3 separate regions of the Mus musculus genome follow, and all the other regions are linked to region 1. Evidence: chromatin contacts called from public HiChIP or PLAC-seq data. All regions are on one chromosome and are shown on one strand. The core of a region is the stretch at or near the end of the contact, and the rest is flanking DNA. Distances in the headings are between cores, read along the strand shown. Region 1 holds the start of Atp6v1g1 (ATPase, H+ transporting, lysosomal V1 subunit G1). Region 2 has its middle 42 kb from the start of 8030451A03Rik. Region 3 has its middle 48 kb from the start of Tnfsf8.

Region 1 (4,565 bases), core at 773-3,272:
ACCAACTTCCACATCTGTCCTGACAGCTCTGTGACCACTAGATGTAATATTCGGAATGAACGGTTAACAGGTCACTGGCTTCCTCCAACCCTAATGCTAAGGCTAGTAGAAAGCAGCATGCTGAACCCATTGATAAGGTTTTCCAATACTGCCATAATCTACCTGTTGTACACACCCAAGTATTAGGTAAATACACTGAGTGTTTGCATTAGGTAAAAGTATTTACAACCTTGTTTTGGTCTCTGACCATAAGTGTAACTATCCTCTTCCTCGGTGGCAGAACGTGCTGTTCATGGGAATCTGAATATGTCCTTCCTGGGCCATAATCATATTGGGCTCAGAATATTGGGCTGTCTTGTATTCTCTTTGGAACAGGAGCTCTGAGGGTTATAACAGCCCTGTGCTGCTGACACAGCCCTAGCATCTCACTTTAGATCTCTCCCTTGGGAGAGCCTTCAGATCCATTCTCTCCTCATGACTGGTCACATGGTTTATCTTCATTAACAAGCATGTCTTAAAACACTTGGCACACCCTGTAGGTGCAACAACATTATGAACTAACCAGTACCCCGGAGCTCTTGACTCTAGCTTCATATGTATCAAAAGATGGCCTAGTCGGCCATCACTGGAAAGAGAGGCCCACTGGACACACAAACTTTATATGCCCCAGTACAGGGGAACGCCAGGGCCAAAAAAATGGGAATGGGTGGGTAGGGAAGTGGGGGGGAGGGTATGGGGGACTTTTGGGATAGCATTGGAAATGTAATTGAGGAAAATACGTAATAAAAAAAAACACTTGGCACATTTATTATGCTACAATTATTTGTTTAAATTAATGTCTTAAATTTTCAAAACCATGTGGGTGGGTGGTGGTACTGCATATGTCACTGTGTTTGTGGAGGTCAGGAGACAGCTTGCAGGAATTGTTTTTCTCCTTCCTCCACGTGAGGTAAATATCTATACCCTGAGCTATTACAACTCTGTCTCCTTAATCTGTTTTCAGGATCAAAGGAGGTGTGCACGCCCACTGTGCTTGCAGCAACACTTATGGAAAACAGCACTATTTATTCCTAAGCTTGGGTCAGAAAGGGATGGCAGGTCCAGGGATACAGCTCAGAGGGTGGAAGGGACTCGCCTACAATGCTTGAGGGAACTAGGTTCCAGCCCTAGCACCATGAAAAAGGATGGCAACTGGCCCACAAGTCACAGGGGTTAGTAGTTGACTTGATGCTGAGTCCTTGTGTGAGTGTGTCTGAGTATTTGCTAGTGTCTGAACCTAGGACTTCAGACGTCTCTCCAGAACTGGCCAGAACTTCCTAAACTTCTCCATGATAGATGTTTTCTTTTTGGTTTTTCGAGACACGGTTTCTCTGGGTAGCTCTTGCTGTCCTGGAACTCACTCTGTAGACCAGGCCTGCCTCGAATGAGAGACTCAGTTGCCTCTGCATACCTAGTGCTGGGATTAAAGGCATGTGCTATGCCTCACTACCTGCTTTGGTTCCCACTCCCCTCCCCCGCCAAACACGGTCTCACTAGCCAGGTCATGAACTCAATCAATCCTCTTGCTTCAGCATCCTGACACGGGTGTGCTGGGTTTGCAGCCTGTACCACTAGGGCAGCATTGCTTCCTGATAGGGTGTAAGTTCCAAAGAAATTTCCAGAAAGGTAGGAAGTCTAGCTGGGTGAAGAGAGGGGGTAAATAATCAGGTTTGGATCCTTGCTTCTGAACTTCAACGTGGGCACACTATTAATTTCGGGAAGAGAGAAATAACCACGTGACAGGACTGCCACAGGGATAATACCAGCTATAAAAAACCAGCCTTTGACAGTTGCAAAAGAGCAGGAGTAGCCATCTCTCAATGCGCAGGCGTAGTGGAACAGCTTGGCACGTCCCTCCTTGTCCCGCCCCGCCCCGTCCCGTCTCACCCCGCCCCACCCCGCCGCCCCGTCTCACCCGCCCCGCCCCGCCCCGCCCCGCCCCATCTCCTGGGAGTCACCGGACTCAAAGGCAGTCAGTCAGCTGAGACACCGGGCGGTTCTTTTGACGGTGGGGCGGGGCTCCTGCGCGCTGCGCAGGCGCAGAGTCTGGGTGGTGGATCAGGTGATCCGAGGGGCTTCGGAGGGTGTTTGAGCAGTTGACTTAGGCCGTTCTCTCAGCCCAAAGTCCCCTCAGCAATGGCGAGTCAGTCGCAGGGCATCCAGCAGCTACTGCAGGCCGAGAAGCGGGCCGCCGAGAAGGTGTCCGAGGCCCGCAAGCGTGAGCTCCGGGACGGGGCGGGATGCTAGGCTGGGACGGCGACTAGGCCGCGGGCGGAGGCCGGGGGACAGTGTCGGGGCCAGAAGCTGTCCCGGCGGTGTCTGGAAGCCTCGAGGCTGGACCTCAGGTGCCTGTGGAGACAGTAGTGGGTTCGTCCACTTCTCGGGGTGGAGGGCGTGAAGTGGGCCACCCCACAGAAACTGCTCCCACCCGATCCCGATCCCTTGCTTCCGGCCGCGGCCCACCTACGGGAGCCACCTCCACGGCCGTCGAGTCTGCGAACCTAGGTCATTCTGGCCACCTCTCCCTCACGTTCGTCACTTTAAACGGTTCGCCCAGCCTCTCTAACCTGATCTCCGTCCATCGTTTTTTTTTTTTGTTTTTTTTTTTCTTTTTTCAGCACCATAGTTGAACTCCCTGAGTTCATGTGGCTACCTAACTCGGCCAGTCATTCCTTTCTTTGTTCCCCTGAGAATGTATTAGAGAAGTGCCGAGTTCATATTCATCACAGGGTATTTCTTGTTCCAGCGGAGGCGCACATACCAGTTAGGATGTGTGTAGCAGTGAAAGGCCAATATTGAGAGGGACAAAGTGGCCAGAAAAGTCAGTTTACCACGTGTGTAACTGGGACCAAGGAGTGGAAGAAGCCTGTAATATTCTGCAACAAATTCCCCCCCCCCCCACTTCAGACACCTGCTTAAAATTCGAACATAACTTTCTCGTCACACCTGGCCTTCCACTCAGCACTCCTTGTCCCCGCAGAATGGAGCTGGTATTTCATAATGGATTAGAGGAAGTGTTTTCATCAGTCAGGCTTTTGTATTCTCTCCTAAGCATGTCCCTGTGAGAAATTCTCTTCCCGCAGTACTGCGTCGCTTGAATCCTAAAGGCATCCTCATTTCTGGCCCTCCAGGCTTTTGCACTTCGTTTGCCCTGATGGTTAGTTTTGGATCTCAGAATTTGGCAGCGGTTCCTCATTCAGGCTCTTTCCCTCACTAATGCTTGTTTTTGACGTAGTGTTATAGTAAGCTGTTGGTTTCCATGGCCTTGCCGCTAGAATAAGCTTTTGGAAACTGGAAACTGTGTCTCAGGACCTTTATGAATCTAGTTTTCCAAGGTAAGAAGACACTGCGTTTGCTCCTGTTTTTTTGCAGGAGGGAAAAATGAGACCCAGAAGGTGATTTGGCCAGACTCTGGCTTGAGAGGCCTTTCTCATGCAAGGGATTTTCCTTAGTATAAAACTTGCAGTACACTTATGTTACATACTGCTGACGGGCTGAGACCTCTCAGAGATCTGCCTGCCTCTGCTTCCCAGTGCTGGCCTGAAAGGCATGTGCCACCATGCTCACCCCCCAAGTAGATTGAAGTGTGGCCCTGGTGGGAGTTAGGCGATTCTTTATTTCCAGGAGATGTTTTCTGTAGAATGCTGGGGGTGGAGAGAAGCCCTTTTCTTCTCAGGTGGCTAGAAAGGCCTGTGTTGTCATGCTCTCGATCCAGAATTTCCAGACTGTCTTGTCAGTTTGTCCTGTGATGACTCAGCCGCAGTAGCAGGTGTATGTGTTGGGAATTATGTGAGGCTGTTTGGAGGAGATGCAAGAGCAAATACTTGGACTGTGGTGGGAATGACCGTGTTCCCGGGAGATTTTAAACCTTACTTGGCTGCAAGCTTGTATGTATCAGATAGCTGAAGCAGTTTGTTTTAGAGGGGTTAGCTTACAGCCAGCTCACATTTTAATATTTTCAGGGGTTGGGAAGAGAGGCATTGAAAAGAGCTGAAATATGAGAACTGTCATCCTTGATTTGTGGTCACACTTGACTTGCTCAGTTAAGGGTTGGGAAGGAAAAGTTGTAATCTCAGCGTTCAGAGGCTTGTGGATCACTGAGTTCGAGGGCAAGTTCCAGGACAGCCAGAAAAATCCTGTCTCTGGAAACCAGGAGAAAACACATACACACAGAGACTGGGAAGGGTCAGGGTATGTTGTAAAATAATCAAGCCTGAGTTTCTCATGAAATCATTACTTTGTTAGGTTAGACCATTTGTAAGGTCTGAGAAACATGATTAAAAAAAAATTGGGGCTGGGAGCAATTATACATGACTCTAAGGGAAACTGATCCCACACAGCAGAATCCCAGACTTCGAACCAGCACAGGCTGTGTTAACCCCCCCCCCCCCAAAAAAAAAAATTAAGGCTGGGGACTGGACGTGTGATTGAGTGGTAGAGTGAGGATGTTTGCCAAAAGGCATTGGTGGTCTTGTTAGGGACTGGTTCAGGGAGCTATGGGTGTTGGGAATAGTAAATTGTGAAAT
Region 2 (4,565 bases), core at 873-3,372, 400 kb after region 1:
CCAGTAACTCTTGATGCTAACACTTCCCGGCCTCAGCTTTTCCATCCATAGAATGGGGAGAATAACACACACGGCTGTTTTGAGGTCTGCATGGGCTCATTGTGAAAACTGCTTAGTATGCTGACTGTAAGCAGGCAGCACTCAGGAAAGCTGCGGTTATTCTCATAGCAATCCAATGCACTAGAAACGAGTTCTGGGCACTTGCATAACAATTGAGTTAGACCTACATCTTGGGGCTTCCCTACTGGCCCCATTTGTACGAGTAGCCTTCAGCTCAGTGTCTTGTCCCTGCTGGTCCCAATTCTTTGCCCTGAACATCATTCAGCTTATCTGAGGTCTAAATTCCATCTAGTCCCAGTGTTGCCAACAAATTCTGTTTCTTCTTCCTCCTCCTCCTCTCTTGCTACCATTCCACCTAAAGTTCTGTCTGCTGAGTCCATGGAAGACTTCCATGGCGACCACCCAAATGCTGCGGTCTGCAGTCTGAAGCTTTTCCAGGGGCTGTTTACTGTTTAGCCCTTAATGGCCTCTCTGATTTGATCTTGAGTCTCATATGTTCCGACCACAGTGCGCTTCCTTCTGAGCTCATTAGGCTTTAGGGCAGAGCCTGAGACCAAGGCACAAAAGATGGTCCCAAGATCAGGGTGAGGGAGTAGGTGGAGTGAGACAGGGAAGGAAAACAGTTGACATGGGTTGCACAATCAATTGTTTCCTGTTCTGAGTAGCCTTGACTCTGTCCCCCCCAAGGGCAGGTTGACAATGCCTCCCAATTGCCTTGCTATAGGACAGAAACCTTTGACACTCCTCCACTCTTCCTCCCCTGAACTGGAATAGAGTCCCCCATTATTTTACACTTTGAAAATGACTTTGGCTTAGACAAACTGGACTCCCAAGCTCTTGAGAAAGTCCTGAGGCAGAGACGTGGAGACCCACTGGCTTGGAGGGAGAGCATGTGCATATGTATTGCAGATTAAATATGAAAATGTGTCCGTAGATGCTACCTTGTTACCAAGCTGTTCCCCACTCCAGGCCTCTTGCAAGAACTGTGTCTCCCATCATGCATGTTTAGATTCAAATGTCCCAGTTTTAGAGATAGCCCTCTTGACATTCTGTCTGAAGGAGGCTACTGTGGTTCCTCTATCCAATGCCAGTTTTTCTTCATGACCCTTTTCTAGTATCTGGGTTAAAACCTACCAGCTCACAGCATGTCCAGGTCATGGCAGAGGTTCAAGCAAGACTGATGCCAGACTTGACTTGGGCAATTATATAGAGAGGTCAGATTCCAGGGTAAGAAGCAGGTAATAAAGCATGCGATGGCTCAGATGATTATTACGTGTGGGGTGGAGGACATCAAGAGGTGAGGGCAGGGAATTCTACAGAGTTGAACACAAAAGGCACAGAGACCAACTATCAGAGGTTCAGAGGGAGGCAGCAATAGGTTGTCACTCAGAGACAGGACAGACCCAGACTTATATGCACAGGTGGAGGTGGGCTGGCATGGAGAATTTTGTATCTGGTTCCTCTTCTTCAGTGTAGCCAGGTGCATGATGTCATTGGAGGCTGGAGAAAGTGATGACTTCCTTACAGCCTTAGTGCAGATTTCTGTGTGGTTACAGTCTGTTCTCCAAACCTAAACATAGTGGGACTTCAGGAACGAACACAGGGATTTTTGGGTCTCATCTCTATAGCCTCTGTAGACTCATGTGTGTAGCCTAAAATTGCCCCGGGTGTCCTGGAGGGCCTGGAATGAAGAGGCATGTGAAGACATCTTCTACCAGCATGGACTCTCTAGGCTGCAGGTAGACAAGCATGCCTGTACAGCTTCTCTGAACACAGTGTCTCACATTCCCGGAGCTGAGGATATAGGTTCCACTTGATAGTGACCTCATGATCTTGTCTCAATTCTCTGTGCTGCAGGGAACTATCTCCCCTCCACAGGGGAGGCTACAGAGTGCTGCATCCACCCTGCAGGCAGAGAAATCATCAAGGCATATGTCTTTTTGCCTTAAGGATTTTTTTCTCCTCCAAATAGACTTATAACAACAAGTAACCCCCTGGTTTCTATCACTTCTGCATTTAGAGTCTGTACTCCCTCCTGGTAGAGTTGATGTTAGTGGTCACAGGAAAGGGGTGTGGCCCTCTTGTCAGCTCAGATGTGCAGGCTGAGGCTGTTAATCATGTTCACAACCATTGCCACCACTTGGGTAGTAAGGTTTCAAGTCAGCGTGTTTCACTTAATTCCGATTGCATAAAGCAGACCACCGCCTCAGTGACACTGGCCAAACCTGCCTCAGTTTCCAGCTCTGTAGAATGGAGACTATAGGGTGGTGGTGAAGGTTAAATGAACTTTGATATGGACAGCAGCTGTAACAGGAACTGCTGTCAATCAGGGCTTGTTTTATTTTTAGCTCCATCTTTCGTGTCAAAATGGAGGACCTAAAGAAGAAACACCAAGGAGCTTTTACAAAATGGGAATCTGTACAATTTCACATCTTAAATATTATTCTTTGTGGAAGAATTTTTAGTGGTGTATGGGTAAAACAGAGAGCAAATTACATCATTGGCGTGAAAAGGAGAAGAGAGACTGGTGGAAGGAACTAGAACAAATAGACCACAGCATAGACCTGAGCCATGATGACTGAAAGGCAATAACTCTGTCCTTGTAGCAAATTAACCTGGGAGCTGCCAACTGATAGACAGTTGACATCCTGAGCAGCACTGCACACATATTTGTCTGCAGGTATATTTGTGAGGGCACCGGATGCTGTAGGGATATCTCTTGTGACTCCCTAAAGGATATACGACTTTGAGTATAGTTTTCCATAATCAGCTTTGTCATGACCAGCCACCAGAGGTAGACATCTTATGTGATTCTCTGGAGGACCTGGGCCTTTGCTTCATGAGACTAGAGTACCAAATTAGAAGTCATAATGGAAGTGAGATATAATTTTGTCTGCTTCTCACACTCAACTAGGTATGTTTAGAGTTAACATTCATTTTTCTTTGCCTGCTTCATGCTCTTCTGTAAAGCAGCTAAAAGGCACGAGGCACTTGACCTGGCCTGTTCAGGCTTCCACTTAAATTAACCGAAAGCACTCACATTAGCTCCACCTATTGACCAGCCAGTCAAATGGGTATTGATCATTTAGTCTGTGTGAAGGATGGCTGCGGGGAGTATAGCCAAGATACTGTTTGTCATTTACTACGGTGCAGCTCTGTATTGTAGGTACAGCGGTGCATTTATTGTAGTTATATGAGACAGTTATCATTTGTGTTTTATAAAAGAAAACGTTTGAAAACCCTAAATCATTAGGGAGCATGACCAAATGTAGATGGCTAGTTCCATTGTAGAACCAGGATTTGAAAGAGACGGATGGTCCATTCACTCATGAGCACTGCTACTTTTCTCAACAGTGATGACTGCCACAAAGACTCAAAGACATAATTCCTGTTTCCAACACACTCACTGTCTGGCAGGCGAGGCAGTTTCCTGACTGCATGGTCAGGGGTCCTACTTTACCCAGACTCTCGTCTTAGCATTGAAAGCATCTGTTATAAGATGCACATCGAGTGACTTAAGTTCCACTGGAATACTCTGTGGATTACTTGGGGGAAGAGAAAACAAAGGATTATGTGGTGTCTAGGGCAAGGAAGAGAGGGATACGATCTCTTTATGGTAAAGATCTCCTTTATAGGCACGCGCCTCTGACTGCGTTCCAAGTTTCTTGCAGCTTCCTAGGTGAGGTTTGGAAAGGCTCATGTAACAGAGAAATTTGCCCAAGAATAATTTCTTGTAAAAGTGATTCCAACCCAGGAGACAGAGACATTCGTCATGTCTGGGGCTGACTGCTTTTTTTTTTCTTTCAGTAAGAAGCACATTTGTGGGAATATGGATTAAATCAGAGGTGTTGGGGTTCATCACTTTGTAGGGGTAGCTCCTGTGTATGTGGTCTCTGGGGACGTGCTCTTTCAGAATTCCTTTGTTCTCCAAAGAAGAGTGCTTACATTTCCCAGTGTCTCAAATCTTCATGCTTGTCTCAGTCCATTGCACTTGGGATGCAGGCTAGAGACTGAAAACCTGGAGAGGAAACATCTTCAACACCTTGGAAGCAAGAGAGAACCAAGTCAGAGGCCTAGAAGGGAGATACCGTAGGGCTGGGGGTGAGGGCAGATTGCAGTTCACCTAGTTACCATTAGTACCTGAGGCCCTTGCCATGTCAAGTCAAGGGCTTGCTGCTGCTATGAGAATCTCTTTCTTGGTATGACTTTGGTCTTTCCAAGTCTTCCTCCCTTAGCCTATTTTGTTTTCTTGTGGAATCCATTATTAGATTCTGTTTCTCTCTATCACTCAGCAAGCAAGTCTACTCTGTTTATGACAGAGGTTGTTTTAAAACAAACATCACATCTCTGTTCTTTATCAATGATCATTTTCTCAAGAGGTAGTTTCTATTCTCTCCACTCTCCTGGAGGCCTACATAGACCTCATTCTAAGGATGGCAGATATAATACCTCATCTGTCAACAGAGTGAAAACTTCTTTTCTACAAGGCTTGATGTGACCTCTGA
Region 3 (4,565 bases), core at 1,537-4,036, 370 kb after region 1:
CATGAACTGAAAGTTCGATTTCTATTTGGCTTCAGCCATAAGGTGGATGAGTGCTGAAATGATCCAATGTGACCCAGAAGTGGCATTTTGCGAGGTAGGTATAGATTTGAGGATAAGATGTGACAAATGGGTGTCTCATCTACATGCTACCCCTCTGCACTAACTGGCACTCCCTGGCTCAGTTTTCACCAATAAATGCATAAAATGAGTGGGAGATTGGAAGGAAATCTTTGTGACTGTTTCATATATAGAGGAAGAACTATTTATTATGTTGATGTGTTGGTACCTGAGTCTGAGATGGAATGGAAAACACCTGCAAAAATGACCTTAGAAGACAGTAGGAAGGGAAAGTTCACATGCTCAGAGGTTTGAGCACCTGCCATCTGTCCACACTGCCTAGACAAAGTAGTGACTCAAAGTTAGAATACATTACAAATATATGGGAAGTGGAATGGCTTGGATATTTGGTGAGGGGCCAGGAAAGAGAAACATTGGAAGACAAAAAGTATGAGGTTGAAAGCAAGAGACTGAGACACAGGGGTGGGCAGAAAATGAGAAAATCTTTGCAACACATGTAAGATGAAGTAGACAAAATGTCAGAGCAACCTGTTGACAATGGCTTGTCCCTAGCCACCTTGATGGCAATAGCTTGTTACCAGCCACCTTGGTGCTGGCACTGTGCGGTCATGAAAAAAAAAATCCCAGTGACAATGAGGATGGAAGCTCCACAAAGCTTATCCATGTGGCCTGCTACTCATCAAGAGCAGGGAAGCTCTATCTGCTGCTCAGTGTTGCACCCGTGGACAGCAGGGAAGGATGCGGAGACTCTGATGAAGTACCATTGCTCCATGACACCTGCCCTGAAGTTGATGGCATCTGTTGACTACATCACATTCTTCTCACCTTGAAGGGGCAAAAGTTCATTTCAAACAGAATGGCATGTGGGTTGTTATTCCTTTCCACGGGGACTCATGTGGTATTATCACCTGGACACTGCCTTACTGGGATTGGATCCCATATAGTATTTTCAGACTAGGGGACCCTTACTACAGTAGAATAGTCATGGGAAATTCTCTTGTGCCATTACACTCTATGTCATCCAAAGAAAGTTATAAAATGGCTATTGGGGACATAGCTTAGGCATTGGTGGTAAGGATTGTGTGATTTTTCTAGAATGTATACTCTAATGTAGACTACAGAAACAAGAAGCTGGTTCATACTGTCAGATTAGCCACCAAGTCTAGTAGAAATTCTAGCTTATAATGAGGAGAATCTGGAGGGCACAGAATGAGACATGAGTGAAAACTGAGACTTCAAGAGAACCTCCGGTATGGTAAGGGCAGTTCTTCCATCCCAGCATTCTGAAAGAGTGCACCCACATACTTTATATTTAAATGCTGTCCACTGTCTTTTCATGACTAAGAATAGTAATTCCTCAAAATTTTAGAAAATTGTCACACTTTCTCTCAGTGTCAGAGTGCACCCATTGCCAATGGCTAAAATAAGAATCTGAAAGCCTGGTCACTCATGCAATATATTTAAACCTCTCTGAAACATTAGCCCAGGGTTAGAGCCCAATTGGGTATGGGTGAGCATGCAAAGTAGCCCAATCTCTTCTGTTGCTCAGGCTTGAGTCCCTCCTCTCTGGAAATACTCATATTCGGATCTCCCCCAGAACATGTTTTTCATGCTAATTTCTCTGTCCCAGAATTTTTTCAGCAGTGAAGCAAATCTTACCAACTTTTAAGATCAGTCCCTGGCTATTCTAATTTGATGTGAGTCCATTGCAGATGCTTATGGTGGAACAAACTCTGGAAGGTTACATCTTCTAGAGGCTTGGCAGTTTCTTCATAGGCAATCACTTTCAATACAAATTTGCTAAGTACATCAAGCATGTCTGGAATTCCAGCAGGAAGATACCAAGTTCAAAGTCAACATTTGATATATAAACATATTCCATTTTCAAAGGAAAATAAAACAAACAAATCAAGAGGGAAGAAAAAAAAAGATCCAAGGGATAAACAATGAATGACGTTCAAATGAATATATTCTACGCATTGTTAGGTACATGTTGTAAAATAATGTGACTAATACTTTTACGAAAATGCACTGTGAGAAATACACCTAATTATTATAGCATGTAGAAAAGAACGAAGTAGAACTATTAGAACATAAAATGCAGCAGAAGACTGGATGTAACAAAAGAGGGGACAGATGATGTAGGTTAGGGCATAGCAAAAATGATCAGGACATTAATGCAAACAGCTAAAAATGTGGAAAATGCTACAAAGTATAAACATGATGAGAAGCTCTGGTGTATGTGATGTTGGAGGGACAGAAAAGAATAGGTCAGAACCAGCATTTAAAGAGATGATGGCCAAGAATTTTCCATAACTGGGGAAAGAAATTCATTTGTAGATTTAAGAAGCTTAAAGAGATGCTCAGGTCTTTAGAGCACTTGCTGTACTTTTCAGCAGAGTACAGTTCACAACTGGTGTCTCAGAGCCCCTTTGACTGTAGGGCTAGGAGATCTGATGCCCTCTTCTGGCTTCTGTGGGTAGCTGCATGCATATGTGCACACACACACACACACACACACACACACACACACACACACACACACACAGAGAGAGAGAGAGAGAGAGAGAGAGAGAGAGAGAGAGAGAGAGAGAGAGAGAGAATTTAAAAATAAAATATATGTTTTGAAAACGGAAACATTGTAAGACTCTAGCCAGGGAAGTGAAGCAGTGCCACCATCAGAGAAGCTTCCTCCTTCAGAAAATAGGAACAAAGACTGAGGCCTACAAACAGACAGCATGCAGAGAGTGAGAGACCTTGGAACACTCGATCCTAAAAAAGATGTCTATATCAAAGTAGGAACCGGGAACCCCATGGAAGAAGAAGCAGAAAGACTATAGGAGCCAGAGAGGAGAGGAAACCAAGAAACAAGACCTTCTACATAAACTGTGCACAGCTCTTGTGAACTCACAGAGATGGAGGCAGCATGCACAGGGCCTACACAGATAGTCACCAGGTCCTCTGCATATATACTATAGTTTCCAGTTTACTGTTTTTATGACATTTCTGAGTGTGCAAATGAGTGAGTCTCTGATTCTTGTGCCTTTTGGGGGATCTTTTCCTTCTGTTTGTTTGTCCAATTCAAATATGTTAGTTTTTCTTTTATCTTATTAGATTTTAATTTTTTATTATTTAGGGGGAGAGGAAAATACTGTGAGATTCATCAAAATAAATGTAAAAGAAAATCTTATGACTGAATAGTATATAAAATGCTGAAAGAAGCAGAGAAATATCCTGTAATATGATATAAAAATTTCTTGCATGTCTCATTGTAGAAGACTATTTTACATGATTCACTTACATGACACACTTTCATTAGCAAATGTAATATGGGACAAAATATATTTTGGCTTAGGTTCTTTGCTAAAGATTGAGGAAGTCTTATTATAAATAATCTTCTCACATCTTAATTTCTTGGCTGGCTTCTTTTCCAGTAGAGTTTTTAATTTTATGATTTGAAAAAAATTGGTGCTATAAGTAGGAAAATGTTATTACTTGTGTTTGAAGTATTGATGTAACATCGACCTACTTTTTAAAACCTGTAATGGTGGAACTTTTAAAGGTCTTAACCACTGTGAGATTTATTTCCTTAAAACTAGACTTTAGCTTTCACAAATCACTCTAATTTGATTCAATAAAACTCTGTATGTTTTAGTAACCAGAAAAGGTGGAGCCATGATGCTGTATTCCTCTTCTCTTTTGACCATCCACATCTCTTCAGATACAACATGTTTTCTTTTGTTTCTGTGTTTTAAAACGATGCTATGATTCTTGTTTGGTGTGTGTGTGTGTGTGTGTGTGTGTGTGTGTGTATGTGTGTGTGTGTTTCTGTACATTGCATACCTGGAAGCCAGAGAACAACTTTCAGGACTAGGCTCTCCTACGTAGACCCTGAAGGCTAAACAAACACCTTAGCCTCCAAGTCATCTTGGACATCTTCATATTTTCTTCCAAAGACTTCTTTCTGTTCAAAGTGTGATATGAACTGTAGTTCACAATAGCCTGCTTAATACTTTGTGAAAGAAGAGGTCAGAGGCTCCTGACATAGAGTAATGGTATGAATATGGGTATATGCTCTTAGTATGCACTGCCACTATGCTATTACACTGTAGCTCATAAGCATAAGTGTTGTGTTAACACATTTAAAAACATGTTAAGGGAAGCAGAAATGTAAAAGCTTCTATTTGTTCATGAAACATTGTATACTTATATTAAAATATCTCACTGTATCTCACAAACCTTGGCAATTAAAAAAGCAGTAGCAGTAATAATAAAAACTACCTGGTTATTTTTAAATAAAATGAATATGATGTGAGCATCAACAGAAACTTTATTAGAATATAAAATCTTAGTGCTATCTCAATAACACTGATTAATAATTTTTATTTTAACAAGAACACAAGATGGCTCATATGTACATTAAATGTTAAGATGCAACATTCTAAATAACACACCGTCATCTGGCATGAGGACTTAGTGAGGATGCT

Evidence for each region. HiChIP or PLAC-seq counts read pairs in DNA pulled down with a chosen protein or histone mark.
Region 2: an H3K4me3 HiChIP or PLAC-seq map of bone marrow-derived macrophages shows a contact between it and region 1, with 5 times the contacts expected there. The contact joins the enhancer-like site here to the promoter of Atp6v1g1 in region 1. A contact is called at or near these places in 11 of 39 promoter capture datasets (the 3T3-L1 cell line, the C10 cell line, cranial neural crest and 7 more), 4 of 484 Hi-C or Micro-C datasets (cortical neurons, liver, rod photoreceptor and 1 more), 18 of 115 datasets of contacts at active chromatin or transcription factors (DN3 thymocytes, the NIH/3T3 cell line, astrocytes and 14 more) and 2 of 9 other capture datasets (liver and macrophages).
Region 3: a contact with region 1 is called in an H3K4me3 HiChIP or PLAC-seq map of bone marrow-derived macrophages, with 4 times the contacts expected there. The contact joins the enhancer-like site here to the promoter of Atp6v1g1 in region 1. A contact is called at or near these places in 3 of 39 promoter capture datasets (cranial neural crest, maxillary cranial neural crest and second pharyngeal arch cranial neural crest), 1 of 15 datasets of contacts at CTCF or cohesin (the NIH/3T3 cell line), 1 of 484 Hi-C or Micro-C datasets (nephron progenitors), 4 of 115 datasets of contacts at active chromatin or transcription factors (bone marrow-derived macrophages, embryonic basal ganglia, embryonic forebrain and 1 more) and 1 of 9 other capture datasets (macrophages).

What each region holds. Positions count from the first base shown.
Region 1 is chr4:63,542,743-63,547,307 of GRCm38.p6, forward strand. Atp6v1g1 (ATPase, H+ transporting, lysosomal V1 subunit G1) reads left to right here and starts at 2,023. Exons shown (of 3, transcript NM_024173.2): 1 at 2,023-2,257. The coding sequence starts at 2,176. It overlaps Gm38592 (a long non-coding RNA gene), which reads left to right and starts at 2,551. Exons shown (of 2, transcript XR_881351.1): 1 at 2,551-3,196; 2 at 3,275-4,565.
Region 2 is chr4:63,940,944-63,945,508 of GRCm38.p6, forward strand. No RefSeq gene overlaps it. Among named protein-coding and RNA genes, the nearest start is that of 8030451A03Rik, 42 kb to the right of the region's middle. Within about 2 kb of position 2,123, at least 28 of the 459 cell types and tissues checked have an H3K27ac peak or open chromatin away from gene starts, as enhancers often do. A contact at or near this core is called in bone marrow-derived macrophages and hematopoietic stem and progenitor cells, where this site is marked.
Region 3 is chr4:63,907,290-63,911,854 of GRCm38.p6, forward strand. No RefSeq gene overlaps it. Among named protein-coding and RNA genes, the nearest start is that of Tnfsf8, 48 kb to the left of the region's middle. Within about 2 kb of position 2,787, at least 6 of the 459 cell types and tissues checked have an H3K27ac peak or open chromatin away from gene starts, as enhancers often do. A contact at or near this core is called in bone marrow-derived macrophages, where this site is marked.